Regions from separate parts of the Sus scrofa genome. Here region 1 is linked to region 2. A link is a contact called in public Hi-C data. All regions are on one chromosome and are shown on one strand. The core of a region is the stretch at or near the end of the contact, and the rest is flanking DNA. Distances in the headings are between cores, read along the strand shown. Region 1 overlaps TSTD2 (thiosulfate sulfurtransferase/rhodanese-like domain-containing protein 2). Region 2 overlaps TDRD7 (tudor domain-containing protein 7).

What was found. Hi-C and Micro-C count contacts between places; a contact is called where the count stands out from the background.
Region 1: a Hi-C map of fetal skeletal muscle shows a contact between it and region 2, with 3 times the contacts expected there. The contact joins two enhancer-like sites. A contact is called at or near these places in 1 of 5 promoter capture datasets (liver), 21 of 47 Hi-C or Micro-C datasets (alveolar macrophages, brain, embryonic fibroblasts and 12 more) and 2 of 2 datasets of contacts at active chromatin or transcription factors (alveolar macrophages and skeletal muscle).

What each region holds. Positions count from the first base shown.
Region 1 is chr1:239,469,381-239,477,060 of Sscrofa11.1, reverse strand. It overlaps TSTD2 (thiosulfate sulfurtransferase/rhodanese-like domain-containing protein 2), which reads left to right. Exons shown (of 10, transcript XM_005660262.3): 6 at 335-440; 7 at 3,610-3,728; 8 at 4,206-4,364; 9 at 5,208-5,346; 10 at 7,439-7,680. Among named protein-coding and RNA genes, the nearest start is that of NCBP1, 19 kb to the left of the region's middle. Within about 2 kb of position 5,195, at least 3 of the 83 cell types and tissues checked have an H3K27ac peak or open chromatin away from gene starts, as enhancers often do. A contact at or near this core is called in fetal skeletal muscle and skeletal muscle, where this site is marked.
Region 2 is chr1:239,343,226-239,350,694 of Sscrofa11.1, reverse strand. TDRD7 (tudor domain-containing protein 7) reads right to left here. Exons shown (of 17, transcript XM_001924680.5): 9 at 3,600-3,711; 10 at 1,267-1,469; 11 at 1-55. Among named protein-coding and RNA genes, the nearest start is that of TMOD1, 28 kb to the left of the region's middle. Within about 2 kb of position 5,399, at least 33 of the 83 cell types and tissues checked have an H3K27ac peak or open chromatin away from gene starts, as enhancers often do. A contact at or near this core is called in fetal skeletal muscle and skeletal muscle, where this site is marked.

The DNA of each region.
Region 1 (7,680 bases), core at 3,946-6,445, 130 kb before region 2:
TGTGGTTCCAGAACAAAAGCTGGCATGCAGTCTTACATGTTCGAATTGCTAAGTGGTCCTTCAGTTTTCTAGTTAAGTGCTCATTGCTATAGAAACACCTTTTCAATGTGACATTTCTGCACATAGGAATAAGTAAATACTGAATATAAGCATTACGTCTGTTTTGTAATAATAGGGTAGCTGAAGCATTAAGAAACCTCAAATTAGGAACAGTTGTTTCCATGGTAAAAGGGAGTTAGAGCTTAGAATGTTCCAGATAATTTAACTTAATAAGTATCTTACACCTGGAGATGGGAGAGAAAGAATGTATTCTGTTTTGTTTCTCATTGGCTAGACCAGCAAAGGAGGAGCTTGCTGTTTTCCAGAATTGCGTGTTGGTGTATTTGAAGAAATTGTGCCCATGGGGATCAGTCCCAAAAAGGTCTCCTATAAGAAGCCTGGTATGCTTGCTTTTAGAAGAAACACTTTGCTTTTCTTCCTAAGGACAAATCTTAATGTAGAGACGAATGTGAAAGCCAGACATTCTGATCGGGGAGAGCTGTGATGAATTGTCTCCTTAAAAGTGCTGTGAGGTGGCTGACACTTGGGTCATTCAGTGCTTAAACTGGTCCTTTGCTTCTCTGGTAATTGAAGACTTACTGCTTAGAATGACCTAGTTTAGTTATTCTTCTTGGTGATGGTTTGGCAAAAAGTTGGTTTCTCTTTCCAAAGACAGCAGTTTGGGAAGAGTGTAATTATTACTTGTAAATAGTTCCTCAGCTGAATAAAACACACAAGCTTTTCACTACAGGAAACAAGTGGCTTTCAACACCAAAGCGCTTTGTTTGCAAGTTCCCTAGAATGTTCTCTTTCCCTCTCCCGCATGGGTAGCGTAAACGGTTGAAAGACATTTGTTTGGCCGGATTTGTTGCTTTTGTTTTACTTTTTTACTATGAAAAAGTTTAGACATTTAACGAAAGCAGAGAAAACAGTACGGTGAACTTCCATGTACCTCTCCTGCAGCTGCCAGTTACAAATTCAGCCACCTTTCCTCTATACCCATCCCCTTCCCCCAGCCTGGATTATTTAGAAGGGAATCTCAATGTCATTTCATTCACAACTATTGTAGTAGATAGCTCTATTTAGTAGATGTCTTTAGTAAAGATATTTAAGAAAAAATAATTGTAAAAACCATTATCACATCTAAAACGTTTTAACAGTAATTCCTTAATATTATCCAGTCAGTGCTTAAAATTCTCAGGTGTAGTTTTTTAAGTTTGTTTCTATCAGGATTCAAGGAAGGCCCATGCATTGTGATTAATTGCCATGTCTCTTTTAACCTAGAGATTCGACTCCATCTTTCCATTTCCCTTGCAGTTTCTTTTTTGAAGGAATTAGATCATCTTGCTTGTAGCATTTCCCACAATTGGGATGATGCTGATTGCATCTCCATGGGATGTTCCTCTGTCCTCTGTATTTTCTATGAATTGTAGTTAGATTTATAAAAGTGCTGGCTAATATAGGAATGTAACGTGAGCCAGAATGGAATTTTACATCTTCTATTTGCCACATTTTTAAAAGTTAAAGGAAACACGTGAAATTATTTTCAGTACTGTATTTAATGCAGTGTAGCCAAAATATTTTTCAACTTGTATCCAGTGTAAAAAATTATTAATATTTTACTTTTTTTTTTTTTTTTTTTGCATACTAAGCTCTTAAAATCCTGTATCTCTGTCACCCTTATCATAGCACATCTCAAGCCAAAACTTGATCAGGTTGAGGTTTGCTTTCCTTTTTTTTTGTCCCAAAACTGCTTCATAGCTAGTATCATGTCCTTTGATGAGGAAGTACAAAGGTCTGGCTGACTCTGTGTTCTTTTTTTTTTTTTTTGCTATTTCTTTGGGCCGCTCCCATGGCATATGGAGGTTTCCGGGCTAGGGGTTGAATCGGAGCTGTAGTCACCGGCCTACGCCAGAGCCACAGCAACGCGGGATCCGAGCCGCGTCTGCAACCTACACCACAGCTCACGGCAACCGGATCGTTAACCCACTGAGCAAGGGCAGGGACTGAACCCGCAACCTCATGGTTCCTAGTTGGACTCGTTAACCACTGCGCCACGACGGGAACTCCCTGTGTTCATTTTTTAATATGTAAATATTTAACAAGAGAGCTAAGAGTTAAACCATATGGAAATGGGAGTTAGATACAAGCATCTAAGAAAAGAGACTCTTGCATGAGAAGGGCCAAAAAGGGCTGTGGCTACTTAGTGTCCCTACCTTAGTAGGAGGGAGGATAACCACAGACAGCTCTCCGCTGGTGCTCTGGGACATGGCTCTGGAGGTTAGGGGAGAGGGAGCTCCAGGTAGTGCTGTGCTGCTTCCATTTGAGCCAAGCTGTTTGAAGGCACCTCTTTTGAGCATGCCCATGTGAGTCACGGGGCCAGGAGAGTAGCCACAATAGTAGCAACAGCAGGAACAGGTTAGGCTCCCTGTGGCTCCCTTTAAGTAGAAGTCTTAGCGGATTTCCATGCTTCTTATCACAGGCTTGAACCTCCCTTCCTACCCCACTCTTTCAGTGACCATGTCATTATGTGACAATAACTTATATAGAATCTGGCCTTCTTATGTTCTCCCTATAGTCCTAGGTTGGGCAGGTAGGGATCCAGGCCTTGCCAGGACTCTGGGTGTCCAGCCCCATCTGGGTAGCCAGCAGTTTCAGGTTGTTGGGCCTCATCCCCGAGTGGACTGAGGTGCCTTTGGGGCTGTCGGCTCTGTCACGAGTGGTGACGGAAGTACCAGAGCCCCCACCAGGGGCTCTAGTGTGGTTTTGCCTCTGCCAGTGTCATCAAAACTTCCTCAAAAACTACTGTGCAGTCTGGACCCTCAAAGGTAGAGGAATAATTCTTTCCTGGAGAGTTGAGAAGGTAAAGGGCCCTACCAGACAGGTTCTTTCCTCTTAGTGTCCATGTATTTTATTTATCTTCTTCATCTCCTTTCTCTCCTCCTTCTAGCCTTTTCTCTTTCTTGCCTTCTTTCTCATATTTCATTGCTCCTGTCACTACCCTGCCACCCTTTTTTCTTTTACTCAGCACACAAACTTAGGCACATTTTTCCTTACTCTTTTGCATTTTTATAAAACATTCCAACTTTATTCCATAGCCTTATCCTCACATGTACCTGTGCCAAGGTTCTTAGCCTTAAACTTGGACTTGACCTTGGTATAGAACGATTTGTAAAGCCCATAGTGAAGCATATATTTGCCCAGGCTCCTCCATGTACAGGGACCCTGGAATACTGGTCATAACACGAACCAGCAAACCCACATGGCAGTTTATATCCCTCTGTCTGGCTTTTATCATTGGGTTAGGCCAAGTATGAGGGTGCAGAATTCTTTGACTGGTTATTTCTCAACTGCCCGGTCTCCACAGTGCTCATCTCAGGAAGAGGGAGAGTGAGGGTACGTGGAATTATTAAATTCTTTCATTATGGTCATCAGAGAGTGTCATTTTCAGACATAATTATAATTATGAAGAGGAAAGATATAGGTGGGGAGAAACAAAGCAAATCAGGCTGGGCCAGTTGTAATTGGGGTTTGTTTTTTGTTTTAACTAATCTTTTGGTTTGGTTTTAGGAATCCATTTATCCCCAGGTGAATTTCATAAAGAAGTAGAAAAGTATCTGTCCCAGGCAAATCAAGAACAAAGTGATACTATCCTACTGGACTGTAGAAACTTCTATGAAAGCAAAATAGTAAGTGAGAAGCAGAATTGAGTTCCACAGCATAGCATGTTTCTGAAGGCGACACTGTGTGCCCACCTGTGACCAAGTCACATGACTCTCCTCCCACTGCTAGCCCCTCCAAGCCTTTGAACCCAGAATCGCGTGAGAAAGCCTAAGAAAATTTGAAATAAAGACATCTTGGCACATTATGAACATTCTGACTCCTGTATACCTACACTTGGCAAGTGTCAAGGACCTTGTCAGATTTGCTTTGGTAGCCTTTCCAGGTCCCCTGAGGTCTCTGGATGGGTGACCCACAGCCCATGAGCCTTGTTTCTAAGTTCCAGATCTTGAAGTTCGAAAGGTCAGAGTGTGGGATGCACGAGCAGCAAGCAGGTGCTTCCTTGCCAAGGCGGGGGAGGGAGTGGTGTTAGACATAGAAAGAACTTTTGTTCCTACCAGGTATGTTTCTCTGATAATTTTCCTTCTGCTGCTCCTATATTATAGGGACGATTCCAGGGTTGCTTAGCCCCAGACATCAGGAAATTCAGTTACTTCCCTAGCTACGTTGACAAAAATCTAGAACTTTTCAAAGAGAAGAGGGTGCTGATGTATTGCACTGGGGGCATCCGTTGTGAGCGAGGTTCAGCCTACCTCAAAGCCAAGGTGAGTCACCACCGTTAGGGCACTACAGGCATGGGGGCGAAGAAGCTTTCCAACCCCCATCTTCATGCCTTCTCCCATCCCTAGCCAGCCAGGGATTTAGTTTCCCCTTGTATGGTTCCAGCATAGAGTTTCCAAGTATAAAATCTGAAGTTCTTGGAGTTCCCATCGTGGCTGAGTGGTTAACGAATCCGACCAGGAACCATGAGGTGTTGGATTCAATCCCTGGCCTTGCTCAGTGGGTTAAGGATCTGGCGCTGCCGTGAGCTGTGGTGTAGGTCACAGACGCGGCTCGGATCCCGTATTGCTGTGGCTCTGGTGTAGGCTAGTGACTACAGCTCCGATTAGACCTCTAGTCTGGGAACCTCCACATGCCGCAAGTGTGGCCCTAAAAAGACCAAAAAAAAAAAAAAAAAATCTGAAGTTCTTAAATCTCAAGATATGAAAAGCATTCAGCAGTCTTAACAGTCTCATCAAGCACAAAAGGGAAAGCTGAGTTCACATCTCCTTTTTCCTAATCCTTTTGCTTGATCCTGAGAAGAGCAAATTCAGTAACATTACATGTCCTAACAGGTGTCTTCCTATATTTAGGGAGCAGCAAAAATAGTTGGGCTTTCCAGGACCTGGAGAACGAATGCCCTGAGTGCTGTTGTCACCCGTTCCCCTTGTAGGCAAGACCTGGCTAGCTGCTTCCTTGCCCCAGGTCAGCAGTTTCTCAGTGTCCCGCAGGGGGACCAGGAACCCCATTTTGCCATTCCTCCCATGTGCCACACCTCTGTGGAGCTTCCTACTCCTCCTGGTCTCTTGCTTGTCTCCTCAGATTTCTTCTTGTGTTTCCACACATAGGGAGTGTGCAAGGAAGTGTTCCAGCTCAAGGGCGGCATCCACAAGTACCTCGAGGAGTTTCCTGATGGTTTTTACAAAGGGAAGCTGTTTGTTTTTGATGAGCGTTACGCCTTATCCTTCAACAGTGACATAGTATCAGGTGGGTTGGCACAGGCTTGGAGCCTAAACTCGTGATGAGGCGCACTGTCTGTACTGACCTGCTGGGAGGCAGCCAGTACTGATTGATTACTTGAAGAATAAGGCAGGGAAGAGGAATCTGTGGTACCATCATGTCCCAGCAGAGCTGGAGGGGCAGCAGTAGAGTGGACAGAACCCTGCACCCAGTCAGGAGGCCTGGGTTGGGATCTGGCTTTATTGTTTATTAGTTAGACAAGTCCTCAAAAATGAGGATCATCTCACTTGCTCTGTCCACCTGCTCAGAGTTGAACTAAGACGCTAAATCTGGCATCTTAACCCAGAGTCAATATAAAGAATTCAGGGGTTCTGTGAATTTGGAATGGAAAATAACTTTCATTTTCATAACCCCTCACTAAATGTAGTACTTCCTTCAGTTATGAGCATAGGCAGCCAATCAGTAGTGTTAGAGATACCCATGACTTAGACATCAGCAGAAATCATAGTGTTTTCATATATTAACAGCGACTGTGAATACTTCAAAATAGCATTTATGTTCCTCATTGCTTCAAAATGGGACTAGTTACTAGGACCATCACTGAGACTTGGTATTTAACTTGTTAATAAGTATCTTATTGTATCCCAGATTTTAAAGAGTATTTTGATATTTTGTATTTCTTTCTTTTTTTTTAAGGACCCCACCCATGGCATATGGAGGTTCCCAGGCTAGGGGTCTAATCAGAGCTACAGCTGCTGGCCTACACCACAGCTCACAGCAACGCCAGATCCTTAACCCACTGAGCGAGGCCAGGGATCAAACCTGTGTCCTCAGGGTTACCGGTCACATTTGTTTCCGCTGAGCCACAACGGGAACTCCAGTATTTTGTATTTCTATATAATTGGTTTCCTTTGTGAGCCTATTCATTTTATTTACTGCATTTTAAAAACATTTTTCTAAGACAGTAGTTTTCACAAGATTGTCAAGTAAATTCATGACACAAATAAAAGAACCCCTAGTTAGACGGTTTATGGACACATGTGGTATGCACCTTCAGCTGCTGGGCGGGGCGTTCCAAGGTGGGAGCTGAGCCTTAGGCCAAGGCAGGAGGCAGGGTGGCCACAGGAAGGGGTGACTACAGAAAGCCTGTGGTTTGACTGTTGTTCAGAGTCCACATTAACAGAAGTACCAGATGAGGGAAGGTAGAAGGAAGGATGGAAAAAATCCTTAAGAAAAGTGGCTCTTCCCACTGGATGCAACCCCTTTCAACAGGAAAGTTCTTAAAAAGACAATCCTAGAAGCTGTCTGAATTTTCTAGAACTGTGATGGGGACAGGGCGAGATTGAATTAACATTCAGATAATGAATAAGAAGGTAGTTTGATTTCCTCTTCCCTTCTTGATTTTTTTTTCCATTTTAATAGTCATATTTGTGTGTCTTCAACTTCAGATCTCATATGGAGCTAGATAGAGCAGACAGGGGAGCAAGAAGACCTAAAGGCAGCTGGGATGCTGGGATAAGCTAGGTGAGGAGACTTGAAGAAGTCAGCAGGGAAAATGGGCCGAAAAAGTAGATAATGTGAGTTTTAGGAATTGTGTGGCCAAGTATCTGCTGGCAACAGCAGGAGACCCTCAGGCCTGGGGAAGGGGGGTGCAGACTGCAGAAGCCACTGTAGGTGTGGGCTCATCTGCATTCAGGCGTGGTGTCTCCCTGTGCAAAAGGGAATGATCTAAAGGAAAAAGACAGTTTGACAAGGGGTTGGCCAGCTTTTGGACTAGTTAATGAAAGAGAAACATTACTGCTTGTTTTCTAAACGGGAAAAAGAAAAACAGGTCACTGAATGCTGGAATCAGAAGACAGTTCCCAGAAGCAATCTCCTCCCTAAAAAGTAGGGGTGGTGGCGGGGGGTGGGAGAGGGCACCTTGTTCGAAGACAGGAGACTGACACTATTTAGAAACCTTCCCCAGGTCCAACAGGATATATTAGATGCTGCTGGAGTAAGAGTTATATTTTGGAACTGGAGATTACCTGTCTACACGTGTGCACTGTACATAGGCCTGTGTGTGCACACATGTGTGTGCTCATGTGTCTTTATAACAAGGCTTTTCTTTCTTCCCCAGACTGTTCATACTGTGGGGCCCCATGGGACCAGTATAGACTCTGCTCGACTCCCCAGTGCCGCCAGCTCGTCTTGACCTGCCCCACCTGCCAAGGACAAGGATTCACGGCCTGCTGTGTTACATGTCAAGACAAAGGGAGCAGGCAGGCTGCAAACCCAGGCCATAGCAGCTTTAAAGAGGAATGCGAGTGTACAGCCCGACGGCCACGGGTACCCAGGGAGCCCTTACAGCGGGAGCGAATC
Region 2 (7,469 bases), core at 4,150-6,649:
GTGTGCCGTCCGAGCAGATGTTGGTCACTCGGACATTTGTGTACATGGCATCCACCTGGAACAAAGGACACACAGGGATGCCTGAGAACAGAGGGCAGCTCCCTCCTACCTAAGCTCATTCAAAGTCTCTGCATTTTACAATCTTGTAAGCAAGGTGGAGGAAAGAGAGAGTAACATGTATGACATAAATATGAAAAACGAGCTTGGATACCTCTTTCCAAATGAAGTATCTGGTACTGTTTGTGTCAGGCACAGAGCAGACATTTGGCATACCTTATATTATTACCACTTTCTACTGTCTGAAAGGCTAAGAATATCTTTACCTCTGGCTCATTATCTCTTCCCCATTAATTCAGAAAAAAGAATTATTACGTATCTCTGCAGCATTAACAGAAATGAAAATTAAAAAGAACTTTCACAAAGTCAATCCCATTATCGGTTTACTCTCTGCCCTGTGTCCACAGGCCACATGGATTTTAATAACTTTTAAAAATTACAATCACAGTCGAGGTTTAATTTTAGCCATGTGCAGACAAATCATAATACAAAAGCAATTCATTTTGTTCTGATTAACAAAACAAATCTTCCCCAATGTTGCTATGAAGGCTTTAAAATGACCATCCTTAACATGTCATCCTACTCTTTAGAGTGGCCGCTCTATAATTCAAAGGCGTCCTTCCTTGCAGACATCTATGTTCTTCACAATTTAAAAATGTGAAAGTTGGCGTGCCTATCGTGGCACAGTGGAAACAAATGCAACTAGGAACCATGAGGTTGCAGGTTCGATCCCTGGCCTCGCTCAGTGGGTTAAGGATCTGGCATTGCCGTGAGCTGTGGTGTAGGCCGCAGGTGCTGCTTGGATCTGATGTTGCTGTGGCTGTGGCTGAGGCCGACAGCTACAGCTCCAATTCAACCCCTAGCCTGGGAACCTCCAGATGTTGCTAAAGTTGGCAATTTAATGAACATCCTGACGGAACTAATCTTCCCTTCTTTTGAACTATCCTCCCATATTATCTTTGCAAAGTAATTTCATATAAACGTAGTATGTTCATTGTAGAAACTGGAAAATGAAACAAAAACCCAATTCATAATAATTACCATTTATGTTTCGGCATTTCCCTACCTTTTAGCTCCCCCCTTCCTTTTAATCTCAATACATATGTAATCTGTCTCTATCTAGTATGACCCTAAGATGGACAGCATTTTTTCCTGCTGAATTTCTTTCCTATGACATGTGTGAACCGACAACAGTGGTAGCAGTGGTACCTGAAGGTGAACTTCCAGTGATTTGTCACATATAGCCTTTAAGCAGGTGGCATTGATGTTGATGTCATCTTCTCCTGAGGTATCATACAGAACAACGAGTGGAATATCAGCTTTTTCAAGTATTTCCACTGCAAAGATCTTTCCACAAGTTAGAGATTCGACCACCTTCACTAAATCAGGATCATCACTTAGAACTTCCAACCCTGAAAAATAGTGAATATTCAAATTTCCACTTAATTAGAAGAATTAGTTTAAGATGCACAGATTGATTGTGCTTGTTTTGGCTACTTAGTACAATTAGGAAGTCTCAACAACATTCTTATATATTATAGGGAACCTCTGTTTTATAATCTTCTTTATATTATCCACCCTAAGGTGTAAAAATATTTTTTCATAATGTGAATGCCCTTTTGAATGATTACATGAATGATGAAAACAAGAAGAAAAACTGACAATCTGAATTTCTACCTTAGGAGAAACAGCCTTCACTTTAAGTACAAATACACGAGTTCCCATCGTAGCTCAGAGGAAACAAATCTGACCAGCATCCATGAGGACGTAGGTTCGATCCCAGGCCTCGCTCAGTGGGTTAAGGATCTGGTGTTGCTGTGGCTGTGGCATAGGCTGGAGGCTACAGCTCTGATTAGACCCTTAGCCTGGGAACCTCCATATGCTGTGGATGCAGCTCTAAGAAGATAAAAAATAAATACATGAATAAATAAATAAAAACAAATACTTAAAAAGACTAATAAGTAATCAATCATGTCTGCTAGTCATGTATTTGAGTTATTCCTAAGACTATACCTTTGTTTTTTTCATTCTCTAATTAAATATACACAATTATTTCTTTCAAGAACATGTGTTTATTGAAAATTTAAACAACCTCCACCTTCTTTCTTTCTTTTTAAGTACACCATGATGGCCCTGAGGATACCAAAGAACTTTCTGGTTTACTGAAGAAAGATTAAATACTGTTTAACACAATGTGGGTATTAGGTGAACTTAATCATAGTCTAATTATTCTTTAAATGCTTGGAAAATTGTAATTTCATATACCATATATATGATTACTCTAAGCCACCAGGGAGCTCTTTTTTTTTTTTTTGGTAATTGAATTTTAAAATTACTTGTGATTTGGGAGTTCCTTTGTGGTACAGCGGGTTAAGGATCTAGCACTGTCACTGCAGCAGCTCAGGTTGCTTCTGTGGTACAGGTTCGATCCCTGGCTCGGGACCTTCTACATGTCATGGACATGCTCCCCCCCCCCCAAAAAAGAAAAAAGACAAATGAATAAATAAAATGACTTGAGGTTTATCTCACAGCCAGAGCCAAAGTTGGCTCTTCTGACATGAAGACTTAACCCTGCTGGGAAGGAGGTATTTCTTCACAGACACAATTTTCATGAAAACAATTTTGATCTTTTTCTGAATTCAGCTCAGGCTCTCCTGGCGTGATGCTCACACAGTGCAGTATCTTTCCTCATCATTAACGTGGCCACTATGTGTCCCTCCACACTTTCAGATTAACCCTTCAAGTCGCTCACACACATGCATTTCTCTACACTTCCTAGAAAAGAATGTTGATACATGACAGTGTCAGAGACCGCACAGGACCCACAGCCGGACTCGCACTTGGGTGCACATGGGGTGTTCCTCGGTAATAAGCAGCACCCCGAGAGTCCATCTCACTGGGAAAGAAGCTGGGAGCCACTTCACAACAGGTTGAAGATGATTTGAACGGATCCAAACCCATGATGCAGGGCCTCTAGAGGCTGTTACTAGGGCAACAACAACAAAACCCTCTAAACTATCCAAAAGACATTTTTACCATAAAATTAAATATGCTATAAATGTTACACATAATGTAACAAAAATAATAAAACCATTATAACATTTTTATAATGATCACATCTTACAGTGAGAACATGAAATGTTAATTTATGGGAGTTCTTGTCGTGGCTCAGAGGAAACGAATCTGACTAGCATCCATGAGGATGCAGGTTTGATCCCTGGCCTCGCTCAGTGGGTTAAAGATGCAGCATTGCTGTGACATATGGTGTAGGTTGCAGATGCGGCTCAGATCTAGTGTTGCTGTGGCTGTGGTGTAGGCCGGCGGCTGCAGCTCCGATTAGACCCCTAGTCTGGGAACCTCCATATGCCATGGGCATGGCCCTAAAAAGACAACAAACAAACAAACACCCCATGAATTTATTTATACCTTTCAAGAAATAGCACGTTTTGAAACTTTGAGATACTTAGCACATTTTAACCACTCCAAAGTACAATGGTAACATGCATCAAAATGGAGAGCACTTTAAAACAAGTTCCTTTTACCTGCCAGCTTACACTTGGTAGCCTGGAATGAGAGTGAACAGAACTTCGGGTTTAATTTGTATGCTTTGCTCTTTTCCACAGTCTCACTAAAACCATAGTCAACATAGCATACCTAAAGACAACAGAAACAACATTTAGGTTCAAATAAAATTTTTTATCCTCACTTAAAAAAAAAATCACTTGATGCATTTAACTGGCTTCATTTTATTCTGTAGTCAACATGTGAAGTTGCACCACTGCCTGGAAAAAGCCAGGGGAGGTGCCCCTGACTTAGCCTAGAAGAGGAAGGCTGGGCTGGGGCCTGGGAAGCCCGGGTGCCTGACTCCCAGGCCCTGCTCCTCTGCTGCACCTCTGCCAGCCGGAAGAGGAAGGAAGCCTGCTGATCCCGATGCCCTGCGCTGCCAGCTTCTCTGCAGCACCTGTGTGGGCTACCAGCCCTGACTGCCCCGCCCAGTCCTTAATATCACAATGCCTGCATCGCCTTATTCTTTCTTGATTTATACACTTCCACTAAGGCTCTGCTTCCTTAGGCAGCAATGTCTGCTTCTAGAGGAAGCATTGCACTGGTGGTATTCATCAGAGTCCAAATTCCTAATTGTGACAGTCTGCTCTCAGCCATTAGGCTTCCCAAGACGCTTTCTGTCAATGACAACAATGATGTTGTGGCTGGACACACAGTGACGTTGTGGCTGGAATTCTACACTGTAAAAGTAGATACTTCTGGGTTTTTCCAGGGCTAGGAAGCTGGCTTCGGCTTTCATCAAGGGCAGCAAAAGGTTCCAAGTCTCCTGGACAGAGTTTTGTGTTTGCAGAAAACCTGCCTGGCACTTCCTCACCACCAGCAGAGATTGCTGAGAGCCAGGATATTACATTCAGTGTATTAATAAAAATTTCAGTTGAAAAGGACGATATAACCAAAGCTTTTTTCTTTTTGGAGAAAAAGAAAATCTAGAAACAGTAAGCTGTGGTTTAGAATGACAACTAGGAACCTGAGGCAAAGTGATGAAAACTTAGTACGCTTCTCTAACACAAACCAGAGATGATTATTACAGAAAACAGGTCAACAAAAAGGCAGGGCAAAGAAATACCAAGTAACACAGAATTTTATTTCTGCAGTAAAATAAAGTCTACAGCTTCTGAGTACCCAGATTATGGTACTATGTATACAGAACAAAAATTCTCCCCATCAGAGAATCTAAGGAAGGAAAGAGAGAGAGACTAAGGCCCTTCCCTGACCACCTGATAACTGGGTCTGTGGGGCAAAGGATTCCCTCTTAGAGCCTGTACCTTGACACAGTGCTCCCTGGGGCCTCAACCCCCTGCAGGGACCCCTTGCTGCAGCCAGCTGCTTCTCCAGTCCTAAATTAGCACCTGCTCTTCCTTCCCAAAGGCCCTGGGATTCACGCAGCTTTTGTTTCCTTTAATAGCTATCACCACCTACAACTTGGATCCTGCTCTTCCTAGGCCTAAAATGGAGACATCGTGGTCTGAGAATAGGACAGAACATATGAAAGCATGATTCCTGGGCAAATCAGAAGGTATTCCGAGCACCAGGAGTCTAAAGAATGACGGCTCTCCGTTCTTCAAAGGGTTTCCGTAATGTCTGGAGCTTGTTTTCGTTCCTTTCTTTCTTCTTTTGAATCATGAGGCCATGTATTGGTATGGCAGCTGCAGTTCATAAAACATTTGGCCATGGGTTATCCAGCTGGACTCTCGCCACCCTCTGCCCTGGCTCAGGACCCTGGCACTGGGCCCCAGTCCATTCCTGGCTCTCTGGCCCCCTCAAGTGGCCAAAGGTCTCAAAGTGCTGCCTGAGTAATGACCAGGAATAAGCCCTGTATGTAATAACCCCTGGTATGTGGGCCTGGGCCAGGCCAAACTGGCACAACCTGAGGGGGTGACCTCATGTTCCCGTTTCTCGTAGTCACCAAGATCTGCGGAAAGCAAGGAGGGCATTAGAACTTGCTGTCAGGCGTAGTAAAATTCAAGAGAAACAAGACTTACAAAGCAGCTGGGTGGTCTCCAGATAAAGGAAGGGTAAAATTCCCCTGTCTGGTCCATGGGAATATGGGGAACGAGATCAGGCCTGGGTTGCTACAATGCCTGCTGTCGTAAGAACTAACCACCACACTGCCCCTTTCATTCCTAACAGCAGCCCACAGCTCTCGGCAGCAATGACACAGCCATCACTTCCTTTACGAGGCACTTTCCTGTTCTGGCTTTGTGACACTGTGCTCTTGCTTTTCCTCTTTTTTTTTTTTTTTTTTTTTGGCCTTTCTTAAAGCCCTCTTTGCTCCTCTCATGGCCACCATCTAAATGCTAAAGTGTTTCAGAGCCTGGTTCTGGGTCCCCTTCTCTGCTCTATGGGTGAGTCTTCCTCCAGGTGGTCTGACCTAGTCCCATGGCTGCAAGCAGCACCTACATGCGGATGCTCTCCTAACCCCATCTCTCTCCCATCCTGACCTCTCCCTGAGCCTCCCTTGAGGCTCGTCCATGTGAAATCTGATAGCCATTCTCAAATCTACCAAGTCCTACAAAATTTTTTTTTACTTTTTTAATGATTTTTACTTTTTTTCCAGTATAGCTGGTTTCCAGTGTTCTGTCAGTTTTCTACTGTTAGAGCAAGGTGACCCAGTCACACATACATATGTACATTCTTTTTTCTCACATTATCATGCTCCATCATAAGTGACCAGATATAGTTCCCGGTGCTACACAGCAAAAAAATTTTTTGAATTAAAGTATAGTTGATTTACAATGTTGTTACCAATTCTGCTGTACAGCAAAGTGACTCAATCATTCTTTTTTTTAACATTATTTTCTATCAGGGTCTATCCCAGGAGATTGGATATAGTTCCCTGTGCTACTCCGTAAGATCCTACAAAATTCTTTCTTTTTTTTTTTTTTTTTTTGTCTTTTGTCCTTTTAGGGCCGCCCTAGTGGCATATGGAGTTTCCCAGGCTAGGGGTCTAATCAGAGCTGTAGTTGCTGGCCTACACCACAGCCACAGCAATGCCGGATCCTTAAACCACTGAGCAAGGCCAGGGATCAAACCCACAACCTCATGGTTCCTAGTTGGATTCATTTCCACTGCACCACAGTGGGAACTCCAGATCTTACAGAATTCTTGATTCTCCTATATGTTGGTTCTTCTCCCTGACTTCAAGATTTCAATAGATGGCACTACTATCTACCCAGTTGCTCAAGTTCCAAATACAGTAGCTATCCTGACTCTTCTCTTTCCTTTCCTTCCACATTCAATGATTGGTGTCTTGTCAGTTCTACCTCCAAATATATCCTGAATCTGACCTAGTACTTCTGTCTTCACTACTGACACCCTAACTCAGGTTACAAGTGGCGGGCTATTCCAACAGCCAACTAACTGGCCTTTCTTTCCTTCTCTGTCCTACTCCAATACACGCCCCTCCCAGGCATGGGAACAATCTTTGATGCATGGAAACCAGATCACATCTTCCTGCTTATCCCATCCATCACAGTTATTTCTATCACAGAACCCTGGTTACTTCCTTCGCTGCATTTAAGGGGTCTTGTTTGTTTATTATATACTGGTTAATCGTCTTTAACTAATGTATAAGCTTCTTGAAAACAAAGACTTGTCTGTCTTGTCTCCTTCCCTGGGACAGAGAAAAAAAAATCAATGAAAACTGTATCAAGCAGATACTGGCATGATTACAGTGTCTAAATTTATAGGTAAGGAATCAGAGAGGATAAATAACTTTCCCAAGGCCGCAGAGGTAGAAGCGGCAGAGCGGGGACTCAAACTCAGATCTATGGGACTCTAGAGCCTAAACTCCCAAAATAGAAAGAAGGAAGGAAGGTCCAGGTGATTTCTGCCCTTACAGAGCTCAC